2 separate regions of the Xenopus laevis genome follow, and region 1 is linked to region 2. Evidence: chromatin contacts called from public Hi-C data. All regions are on one chromosome and are shown on one strand. The core of a region is the stretch at or near the end of the contact, and the rest is flanking DNA. Distances in the headings are between cores, read along the strand shown.

Region 1 (6,434 bases), core at 2,047-4,546, 120 kb after region 2:
TAGAATTGATACAATAGTTACTAATATTCCACAGATACTGCTGAGAAATGTATCAATTAATAGTATCAACTAATGTGGCAAATTGTAACAGTTCAGAATGCTCCTGGATCACTGAGCTGCCAAACTGAAACACTAGCGACACGAACATTAACTTTAAATCTAAATTTGGGGAAAACAGTTAAAAAATAAAAAATAAATAAATAAATAAAAGATGGAATGCAATTGAAAAAAAGTATTTGCTTATGGTGAACAATCTGAAAACAAGTCAACTAGAAAACGTGTTTGGAAGGTTAACAACCCCTCTTGAAATCTGACATGGGGCAATTTTTTCAGGTACCCTCAGTTATGTGACTGATAAACTTTAGTCACTCTTTACTGCTGCACTGCAAGTTGGAGTGATACCCCCTTTCCCCCAGCAGCCTATCAACACAACAATGAGAAGGGGGAACAGCCTGACACCTGCACTGCTAAAAATTCTCCCATGCCCAACTTAATGGTAGATGTGAGAACAGTGTCCAATATTAAAATGTCCAATCCCCACCACAATTCCTCCAGTTACACCTAGAAGCAGAAACAATAGCATATCTGAAAGTATTTTCATTAAGTATTTGCTCATTCTGACAATTCAGAATCAGGCACAATGACCTGAGATGCCTGCCTACACACCAATATCACAGCTTAAAATACATTTAGGGGTTTAAGAATAAAAGTTTAAATGATAGAGTGAATCATTTGTAATGTAAACCGTGTAATTTTGAAATAAAAACGACACCATAAAAATCATGACAGGATCCCTGTGACCTTTTTTGTTTTTTTCTTGTCTTTTCTTCTCTTGTCTGCCCTATCCTTCTTTCCCCTTTGCTGTCCTACATATCATTCATTCTCTTCTTTTCAACTGCCATTTTCCTTTATACTTTTCCTGCTAATTCTATGTTTTTCTATCCCCTTTCACACTTACAAAATATTTTCCTTGGACCTTTGCTCCTTTTTTGTGAGTCCATTCAACTGCTTTTGCTGAGTTCAGTCAGTGTTTTTGTGCAGTGTCTCCAGTCTTTGTATAGCTATATCCAGATATGTGCATACAGTGGCCGGATATGCAGTCAGTCTCCAATATCTGCATTCCAGTGCAGGGAAAACTGAACAAGTTATATTAAATTAACATCACAATGTCCCCAAAAATGCACCACAGTGACCCCTAAACATATATTATAATAATACAAAATAATGCAGAATAATTCTCAAATCAACACAGGTCCCCCAACTCACTTTTACCTTGCATAAAGTAATATTATTTTGCATGGATATTCTAAGTGATAGGAAAAAGTAGACATGTTTTCTGTAAATTCCCTGGATTGGAAAGTACCCTTATGCAATATTTTCAATATTTCATTATTAAATTAAGAAACCTGAGGTATTTAAAGGCTGTGATCAGCAGGAAATGCATCTACAGGCTGTCTGTTTTTTTCTTTTTTTCTTTTTCTAGAATGCATCCAATGGGCCACCAGTTCAGCTCTGGACTATGAGAAAAAAATGGCAGCTTCTACTCAGTCTCATGGGAAATCCTACATGTGCTGTGCTTTTTCCTGTTCAGAGAAAATTAGATCCTTTTCCCTGCCTTTCACACATGCACAACAAACCCTGTGCTATAAATTACAGATATCAGTTTCCGGGAAATTTCAACCATTAATAAACATACGCCAACTATGACAAATTATGCCCTAACCATAGAAAGTTACATAGTAACATAGTAAATTAGGTTGAAATTAGTTTGAAAAAAGACACACGTCCATCAAGTTCAACCTTTAAGGTCTTACATGCCTAACTGCTAGTTGATCCAGAGGAAGCAAAAAATCTAAATTGAAGCCACTTCAATTTGCCTCAGAGGAAAAATTCCTTCCTGACTCCAAAATGGCAATTGGACCAGTCCCTGGATCAACTTGTACTATGAGTTATCTCCCATAACCCTGTATTCCCTCACTTGTTAAAAAGCAATCAAACCCCTTCTTAAAGCTATCTAATGTATCAGCCTGTACAACTGATTCAGAGAGAATTCCACATCTTCACAGCTCTCACACTGTAAAAACACCTTCCGAATATTTAGATGGAACCTCCTTTCTTCTTCAGAATGGATGCCCACGTGTCAGCTGGAAAGACCTACTTATATATTTATACATAGTTAATAATGTCCAGTTTGAGATCTGGAGACCAAAACTGTATGGCATATTCTAGATGGGCCTTACCAGTGCTCTATACAGTGGAAGAGTGAACCCCTCCTCCTGTGACTCTATGCCCCTTTTAATACAGTACAAGACCTTGTTTGCCCTTACAACTGCTGTAGCATTGCTTACTACAGCCAGTACAGCTACAACCTAGTGCAGTCCCATTATATGTGTCTTGCATATTTTTACATCCCAGGTGCATGACTTTACATTTATCAACATTGAATCTCATTTGCCACTTAGCTGCCCAGATTGCCAGTTTGTCAAGATCCTGTTGCAAGGATGCCACATCCTGGATGGAATTAATTAGGTTGCATTGTATTGTGTCATCTGCAAACACTGATACATTACTTACAATACCCTCCCCTAAGTTATTAATGAACGAGTTAAAAAAAAGTGGACCCAATACTGAGCCCTGAGGGACACACACCACAAAAAAATCTTTCTCCAAGTAGTGCATATACCATTAATAACCACACTCAAGCAGTTGTTTTGGGGCACGGTATCAAATGCTTTGGCAAAATTTAAATAGATCACATCTACTGCTCCCCCACTGTCCAGCATCTTAATTTCCTCTTTATAAAAAGCAATCAAATTTGTCTGACATGACCTATCCTTCATAAAGCCATGCTGGTTGCTGCTCATAATGCCATTCACTAGGACAAAATTTGTTTTTACTGTTAATATACTCAAATTAGGGAGTCTATAGTATACTCCTATAATTAATTTGCTGGACTTTTTACAATCAGTGAAGAGCTCCATCCATAAGACTTCACCTCCCTTATTTTTTTAACATCACCTCCTCCTTTATATTTGCTTTTAAATCCCGCATAACTAACAGACATACCCCTACTTCTTTTCTATTGTCCCTCCGAAGCAAAGTATAGTTGCTGATATATTAACTGCCCAACAATGCAACTCATTCAGAGCCATGTTTTAGCCACACCAATCACATCATATTTTCCCTCAAGCACCAGCACCTCCAGCTCTCTCATTTTACCAGTCAGACTCCTTGCATTTGAAAACACAAGCAATTAAACTATGACCCTTGCTCCACTTAAGCCTCGTGTTTAAATATGGGAGAGTTGACAGCTCTAAACAAAGAAGCTCTGACTAGCTTGTGTTGTAGTGCCACCTAGTGGAAACGTTTCCACCTGCAGTAGACTTTTGTTGATTAATTGATATTTTTATTTAAGCAATTTCTTACTTATACATAGATAAAAGCAGACACATTAGGTTATGGGATGGTGTTCCAGGCCTAAGATGTTTAACATGGAGTTCCATAAATAATTGCTTGCCAACATTTTTAAAAATATATTGTCTAAGGCAAATTTAATTGTGATTGGCGTTTCCACCCAAAGTTCTTCTGTTATTTTAAAAACTCAGAAAGTGTTATAGGTGATGGGGACTTATATAAGTATGAAGGCCATAATGTGCTTTTACTTTAGTCTGTAGTCTCAAGGCAATCTAGATCAAAAGCCAGCACAACAGGTGGCTTTTCATCCTGTGCCAGGCTAAAGCTAGTATTTTTTTTTTGTTTGCCATTGATATATCTCTTCTTCCTTTCTGGAGAGCATGTGACTTGCATAGACCATACAGAGTGCCTTCCAAACAGTGGCGGAGCAAAAGTCAAACCATCTCCCCCCCACCCCAAAGAAATGTTAATTGACCAAGAAAAGCCAAACTTTTCCTATATTTCCAACTCTCTTTTTACCACGTGAGTCCCTTAAAATGTACCCACACATTGCATCAGTGGTAATTCTGGGCATGCTTCAATAATAATTCCTGTATCTGACTCCAGAACCAGAGGAAGCCAGCAACTGGTCAAGTAAGAGAAAGAGACAGACATTTCTGCTCTGGGACTGGTTGCCTTCTGCAGAGCCAACGCACCAATGATAAACAAATTAGCGGATAGTTATGGGGTGCGACATCAATGTGCCAAAATGGTTATTCATCTAGGCTGGAAGACCTGGTACAAAGTGCAAAAACATGGTGGATTGTACCTGTGTATGCCCAGCATTCCAATCATAAATTATCCTATGGTATTACTCAAAACTTGCCAAAGTATCATCTACTGACTGTAAGACATAACCGACAATCTTAAGCCAGTAAATGCTATTGGTGAGGCAGCAGCCCCAATGCTGCCCCCCTCTCGCTCTGAACTTTTAGGGTCAGAGTGGGTCCAGGAGGGGTTGCATCGCAAGTGTAGTGAGTGCTATTGCGCTTGCTGCACTAGCAGAGCCAAATTTCTGTGTTAAAAAATGGAAATTTGCCTCTTAAAGTTACCAGAGGTGGCCCTGGGTGGAGGTCATTTTTGTAAGATGATGCCGCGTAGAGCAATATCCAGAGAATGGGTGGCAAGGTTGATAATCAATTCTTAAGGATGCAGATAATGGAGGTGAGTATTTTTCTTATGTTAATAGAGCAAGAAATATTAATGCAATCTGCAGTATCACAGATGAATAAAAAGATATGTTTGCTTTTTTAGTTCTGTCATATAGACATTGTATGCAGGTAAATAGAATGGCCAAAATGACTGCAATTTCACCTAGCGATAAAAGTGTAATCTCCACACTTAACTACCTTTTAATGCAAAAAGAGGGTATGTGGAAGCACTCTAAGGCTAAGTAAAAATATATGAATACAATGGAGGTGCTACTGATCTGGCCCAAATAACTACAAGCATATGGGGTTAACCTTGACGTGTTATGGTGGCTTAACAATTTTATGATCATAAACTTGAATAGATACAAGATTACTTATGAGACAGGGGACCAGGGAATGTGCATTGATCAATGTTTACCTACCTTTTAATTGCTAACGTGGTACAACCCTCTAATAATCACTCTAAAACACTAACCAAAAGTGGTTCTAAGTCATGGCAGATGTTTCCATTGCCCATTATTTTTGTTACAGAGAAAAGGCAAGACAGAAAGGCATTTTCCCTAGTCCCCTAGATTCAGAGGGTGTCCCATGGCCAGAATATGTCTTTGACCAACTGTAAATTGCATATTATATTGTGTAATTACTGAGGTTATTAGTATATGTGTGATCCCTGATTTCCCTAACTCCCAGGAAGAGTCCAATTCAGAGGTGTGCAAATTTGCGTGGGAGTTTCTAAAAGAGGAACAATCTCAGAGAATAAACTGCCACCAACTTCCTCATAATAAAAGCTTAATCTGTCTTCTCAGAACCCTCAGGAGACCAGAGAAAGATTTACTACTCATGTACAGTGCGGGTGACCAGCTATAAACTAAAGCAATGAACTAAATATAGCATTAGAAGTCCTGGGAAATATGTAGAAATATAGTTAATCTCATATCTAATAATACAAGTAAAACACAAACACAAGTAATACACAAATACAGGGCAAGGCAATATCTAGAGTAGTAATATAGCTTATGTGAAAGATAATAACAATTATTAATTACTTTTTTGTCTGTACGTTTTCTTCAGATGAACAAATAGGAACAGTGGGGTGGAGACAATATCACTGAGGGCTCATGGTATAATACAATGATCTGTAATCCCCCCTCCCCCTTCTTCAGTAAATCAAAATTATAGTATTACCCCAACTTTGGGCCCAGTACCCTCTAAATTATTTGACCCAGTGTCACTACATTGGCCTTACTTGGATCACTCATACCTTAGTATCAGCAAAGAAAAACTTGAACTGTCTGTAAATAAAAGTCTTTCTTTCATCATTGTGACCCTTAAGAATCTGATTTTTTCCCATGAACTTTCTGGCAATCCAATAATTCAAATATTTGATTCCTTATTTACTGTACGATCTTTCTATGTCCCATTGCATGCTCAAAAAAGCTCTCCTTGCCTAAAATTTGGGGGCTCTAAAAAAGATTTGTATGGACAAACAGAAATTCAGTCTTTGGTTATAAGTACTTTAATTTTTGTGGGCAGACTGCCGAGAACAGCAGAATATCTCAAGGTGCTGAGGGACTTTCTATCATAATAGAATACAAAAAAAAATACAAATCTAAAGATGCCAATAGAACCAGTCCAGACCCAGTCCAGAGCAACAACATAAATGGACATTAAAGGGGTTGTTCACATTTAAATGAACGTTTAGCATAATGTAGAAAATGATTTTAATTTTTATTATTTGTGGTTTTTGAGTTATTTAGTTTTTTATTCAGCAACTCTCCAGTTGCAATTTCAACAATCTGGCCAAAATGAATCTAGTAACCATTCACTGTT
Region 2 (6,462 bases), core at 1,623-4,122:
CATCTGTAATACTGCAAGTATTCACAAACTACCCAGCATAGGACCCCCAAATCAGTATACGCTATATAATACACAAAAGCCATGAATATCCTGTAAATTATATCCTTATAAACGGTGAGTTCTGATGTCATCAGTTATAAACGGTGAGATCTGATGTCATTTCTGTCACATGACTCACTGAAACTTGTGTATTATAATAAATAAAGTACCCCCAGTTGCAAAATATGAGGATATTAGAAGTTACCTCGGAGTTCCATGACCTGTATAAAAACACTCGGCCTTCGGCCTCGTGTTTTTATATGGTCATGAAACTCCTCGGTAACTTATAATATCCTTATATTTTACAAGAGGGGGTACTTTATTCACTATATATCCACACACATCTGAACTGTGAACTTAACTTTGTGAACTGTTAATTTATTTGCACAATTCTAAAGGTTTACACATGTATATATCCAATTTCTGCCAATATATTGCACATTTCAAATGTTTACATATTTATTGTGTATTTTAAGTGCCTTTTTGTGATATGTACTAGCTGGAGCCACATCGTCTCGTCTCACTGTGTATTCGTATACTGCTGAGATGACAATAAAGTTTACTTTGTCTTTGACAAACATGGGCTGCAACAAGGTAGAATAACCATAATGAAATGTGTTTTGACTGCCATGGTTCTTCCTGAAATAACCACATCAGTCGGAAAAGTCATTCCACAAAATGTCTTTATTATCTCTCTAGCTTTGTAAATGTATACAGTAAAGGGGTGGTTCACCTTTAAGTCTTTATCTTTTAGTATGTTATAAAATGGCTAATTTATAATAACTTTTTAATTGGCTTTCCTTTTTTTTTTATTTATAGTTTTTATAATTATTTTCCTTCTTTTTCTGACTCCAGCTTTCCAGCTTCTATATGGGGGTCACTGTAACCTTCTTAAAACAAATGCTCCAATTCAAATTCCAATCTCTTATTCAAATCAATGCATGGATGCTAGGGTAATTTGGACCCTAGCAACCAGCTATCTGAAACTGCAAACAAAAGAGGTGCCAAAAAAAAGATACATAACACAGACAACAAATAATAAAAAATGTAAACCAACTGCAGATTGTCTCAGAATATCACTCACTACATCATACTAAAAGTTAATGTAAGGGTAAGGGCACACCTGGTGATTCGGGGAGATTTAGTCGCCTGGCAACTAATCGCCTCGTCTTTGCGGCGACTAATCTCCCGAACACCTTCCCTCTGTCTTGCGCCGGCTATAATGAAAAGTCGCCTGCGGCATGGCACACGCGGCGCTTCGTATTCCGAGTCGCCTAAAGTTTCCCCGCAGGCAACTTCGGGCGACTTCAGAATACGAAGCACCACGTGTGCCCTTACCCTTAAGGTGCACAGTCCCTTTAAATTAGCTATGTACATGTATGTGTGCAGTCTAAGAGCCTCATGTAATAATTAATTTTTCTCCATTAAAAGTCAAGCAGTTCTTGTTTTGATTGTATGCTGACTTTGCCTGGCACATAACTGCTCGTGTCACAGTTTCTGGGGAAAAGGTTGGCAGGGCTGCAGGTAACCATCACAGGGAGCTCAAGGTCTTGGGTGTGCTACTGTTTGTTCCTACTGATTACATTTTCCATTATCTCCTGGGAGTCATTTGTGTGAATGGTAGGAATATATTTTGTTTCTATTTGAACACCTGATAACATATTTGTGTTTTATCTTTTTAAATGGCTATTAATCCCTTAGGAATTTATGTCATACAACGGTTCCGATAAGATCACATCACGGTTTATCTAAAGAGACAAAAAGAGTCTGTGACAAACAAGGAGATCATATATTTAACTTGATCCTCACTACTAATAATCTACTGGCTCTGATCCCAAGGTCCTCATATGTATATGTATTTATTATTAGAAAAAAGCTCAAACTACATTAATACATTATCCATCTGCCAGAAATAAACTTATATTATATGTCTTTATAGATAAAGAGAACTAGCAATAACTTAGTTGGGAATTCATCACTCTATATTTAGACCCGTGGCACAGAGGAAGCGTTCTCCACCTGTGTTTTTCAACCGACAGAGAAGGAGCCTGATCATGTCTGTCTGTACTTCAATGTATTTTGCCCCCAAAACAATGAAATACACTTTTGCTAGCTGAATTCTGCCTATAACTACTAGTGTCCGGCACATTCTGCTCAAGTGCATGACAATGGGCCTTATGGTTAAACTAATTCACTGGATATTTAGTAGGATAGAAAAAGTGAAAATAGAACCAGCAGATGGCAACCAATCGAGTCTGGAATTTAATGATGTGTATTTATAATAGAGCATTTTCTAGAAGGTTTGTGGGGCTGTGCTGATTTTGCTTTGGGCCTTAGTAGCCACGGGTGGGTGTGGGTCTTCCCACTGATGGATGGTGTCATAATAGAATGTTACCAGTTAAGAAGCACTACTCATTTGCAGAACGGGACACTGATTGCCTAGGGATCTGCACCAAAGGGCAGTTTAATATGCAGTCTCTGTGAGATACATTCCAATGCGTTCCACCACATGGCAACACCTGTATATAGATCTCATGTCTCCCAACAAGGAAGAAGACCTATGGAGAATTCAGGGATCTATTCCTGTAGACCCAGAGGGTTGAATGGGAGCAAATAAACGCATATGGCACCATAAGAAAACACTCATGAGTATAAGTTCTAAGAAATAAAAAAAGATGAATTGTTAGGGTTACATCACCCATGTTATCGAATCCAAGCATACAAGAAATGTGGAAGCCCCCAACGGAGAGCACAGCAGGGGATCGCAGAGTATGAAGCAGTTAGCCATGCATCAGTACTTCCTAGGAGGAGGTTTTCTGAGTGGGAGATAAACAGGCTGTGGAGCGAAGCACTCTTTGTGTCAGACAGATCATGCATTCCAGAAGCCACATGGGAAGGAAGCAGGGGGCAATGTGAGGCAGAGAATGCAACCATGGGATATTTGTTCTGCTTATAAATAACCAAGCCCAAAAGCACATAGAGATATGGGAACTTCCTGGATTAGGAAAAGAAACAGTGGCAAGCACTGCATTTTATAGAATGGTGGTTATTGTATGGTAGCACAAAGTAAAAAAGAAATGCACACATTTGAAAAACAAATAGAAAGGTTACTGAGGGGAAGACAAAAAACTTGGAGGGGGGTTAGAGTTAAGATGTCTGTACACTTTGCAAATTCCTCACCTTGAAGCACCAGATTTAAGTCAACAAATTAGAAAAAACTATTGTAAAGTTGATGTATACATATGCTAATTTTAATATCAGTCCTACAAAAATGGACTGACTATTTCTAATTTGCAGAAGAATGCGAGCAAATGTTCAATCCCGCGAGGCTAGATATAAAAAATGATAAGACCACCTAAACCTGATGACTTGATGAATCTCCAACTGACAGGATAAATTCAGTAATCTGAAATCATTTGCTTTTGTTACTTTCACATTTTTTTTTTTAAACCATTTACATGCCAAGGCAACAGCAATTGCTTCTGAACTGGAGTAGGAGCAGGACCAAAAAGGAAGCAGATACTATTTGCATCAATAATATAATCCAAAAGAAAATGTGTATAAAATAAGTGTAACAACTGAAAAAAGGAAGCTTTTCTATTTTTGCTCCTGCTATAGGCAATGTTTCTCTCAAAATCAGAAGGTATTGAGGCTTATTGGAAAGAACTGCTGCCTTTAAGTGCTGGGGTCCTGAGTTCAATTCTAACCAGTACAAAGTCTTCAAGGAGTGTCTATTTTGTCCCTGTGTATGTGTGGATTTCCTCCAACAGTTCAGGAACATAAAGCCAGGTGTGTGGTACCTTAAACTGTAAGAGACTGGTATGAATGATTAGCAAGCTCTGTGAAATGTATTAGTACTTTATACTTCTAAGGTGATATCATGGCAAAGACTAAAGGTGGCCATACACAGAGATTTTGCCAAACGGATCTCTCCCAGAAATAACCTCATTGAGGTGGGCGATATTGGGCTGATCCGATCGTAGGCCCTAGGGCCCAACGATTGGATCATAATCAAAGGAATATGAGTGGTTGGATCACGGGACCGCATCAAAGAACAGGTCCGGCCACTTATCCAACTGGATTTTTAGCCCTGCCTGAACGGCACGGCCAGGCCCGGATTTGTGGAAAGGCCACCTAGGCCCGGGCACAGGGCGGCAGGATTTTAGGGGGGTGGCATGCTGCCCAACCACACCCACATTGGTTCAAAAACACTGGGGATGCGCTGGAGATACAATAGTTTTTTAAATTTCCCATGCGCCAATTCCCATTGCTCAGGTCCTGATGATGAAAAGGCTGTATTTAATAAAATTCTAAAAATTTTGCACAAATGTAGCTTTCTCAACATTTTTTTTAAACTACCCATAGGCAGTGTCTAATTTTCAGAATTACATTTTGATCTCTTTAAAACATTAGAAAATAAAGTTGTAAAAAATAAACTTTTCACTTTAAAGTGTACAGTTGAAAGAGAGTTGAAAGCTATGAGTTAGTTTCAAATAAAGTTATGGGATTTCACTGACAGAATACAATTTTAGTGTTGTTGTCATTCTTTCCCTTTGCTTTGTTTAATGTCAGAGAAACACTTCTATGTGATGAAACACGGATAACAATTTTTTTATCAGCTGTTAATATATACCATCCCTATAAATGAAAAGGCTTGTTTTGAACTGGTAGTGAGACTGCAAATCTTTTTCCCTTATTAGGAAGGGGCCTCTCTTTGCTTATATCTTGCTGTCAGTGGTTTTTCTCACTGCGTATTTTCCCCCCACCCAAACATTTGCTCTTATTGTACTATGATACACTGCTCACATGACAGAGGCTTGCAGATAACTGCTGACTTCACAACAGATGTCTGCAAAGTCCTTCTGTTAGGACAACACAGTTGATGATGGCTCTTGTACATCCAGAGCTATAGATTGCTCAAAATTCCTCAAAGTTTAGTGTCATATATTCAAGAAATTTCTTGGTATGAAAATACTGCTGAACTTATTCTTAGGCAAAGAAAGAATTAAAAAAAATATACATACCTTACGTCAAGTGGAAAGGGACATTTCCCACTTGTTATTCAATTGCCACCTTTGTTCCATACTGAGTTGCTACAAAAGAAAGTGAAATAAAACTGTTGCAAAAATACAATTTATCTTTATTATGCCAAAAGTTAATTATAAGTAGAATGTCTCTTTTTTGGTCAGGACCCAATAACGGTTCACTACAAGCTTTAGGGTGAAAATATCCTCCTACAATCGAAATAAAAATTAAAAATTATATCTTAAGCTGGCCATAGATGCAAAGATCCGATCGTTCGAATCCTCGATTTGATCAGACTTCCCCATCTCCCGACCTGCCACTAACCATTCAGATCAAATAAATTAGTAAATGAAACAGATCAGCCGATGTTCTGCCCGTGACAGCAATCGTACGAGAGTTATGTCTGACAACACTAGTGACAGTCTCCCTCTGAAAATTGTACAATCGGCAATACATGCAGAGATATTATCGGCAGCCGGCAGAAATTTTCTAACCTGTCCGATCAACCAAACGACCAATCTCCGCCGGACGAAAAATGTCGGGACTCTCCACACACAGTCCGAAAATCGTACGAATTCTCGATTTTTACGATTGGATCTTTGTGTCTATGGCCAGCTTAATTATAAAGCAAATCTTGAGCCATAATCTGTCACCAACACTAAAACTATACCTCATTTGAAAAGAGCTGTTGACCCTAGGCCTCATTTACTAACATGAGTTGAAGTGCAAGGGCCATATTGTATCCATCCAAACGCTATACACAAAGATACTTACATAAAGCACTTTCATATTTGCCATTTGCAGAAAATTTCAGCATCCCAAAACCACAAGCAACGCCACACCAAAAAATAACACATTTGACACACACACTTACACAAACGAAAAGTAGTCTGCACAACAGCACTTCCATTTTCCATGTAGTACAGGTTTCCCAATGGGCACTTTCCACCGGTATATACACTGGATTCGAACATGCAACACCACCACTTGTCCTTTGGAATAGTAAAAAAGACTTTATTGCATAATTATATAGGGCATTACAGCGGCATTTCAGGCGACACTTGACCCTTTATCACGCTCTGCTTACCATTCAAAAGGACAAGTGGTGCTGTTTCATGTTTGAATCCATTGTACACACACTAACAAGATGCAACTTGCAATTTCCAATGCAGATTAAAGGGATACTGTCATCAGTTAATAGTGCTACTCCAGCAGACTTCTGCACTGAAATCCATTTCTCAAAAGAGCAAACAGATTTTTTTATATTCAATTTTGAAATCTGACATGGGGCTAGACATATTGTCAATTTCCCAGCTGCCCCTGGTCATGTGACTTGTGCCTGCACGTTAAGAGAGAAATGCTTTCTGGCAGGCTGCTGTTTTTCCTTCTCAATGTAAC

Evidence for each region. A called contact is a pair of places that touch in the nucleus more often than the background predicts.
Region 1: a contact with region 2 is called in a Hi-C map of animal cap, with 6 times the contacts expected there. The contact joins two enhancer-like sites. A contact is called at or near these places in 3 of 4 Hi-C or Micro-C datasets (the XL177 cell line, the XTC cell line and animal cap).

What each region holds. Positions count from the first base shown.
Region 1 is chr4S:71,184,200-71,190,633 of Xenopus_laevis_v10.1, forward strand. No RefSeq gene overlaps it. Among protein-coding and RNA genes, the nearest start is that of best4.S, 6.2 kb to the right of the region's middle. Within about 2 kb of position 3,297, at least 1 of the 7 cell types and tissues checked has an H3K27ac peak or open chromatin away from gene starts, as enhancers often do.
Region 2 is chr4S:71,061,364-71,067,825 of Xenopus_laevis_v10.1, forward strand. No RefSeq gene overlaps it. Among protein-coding and RNA genes, the nearest start is that of btbd19.S, 39 kb to the right of the region's middle. Within about 2 kb of position 2,873, at least 1 of the 7 cell types and tissues checked has an H3K27ac peak or open chromatin away from gene starts, as enhancers often do.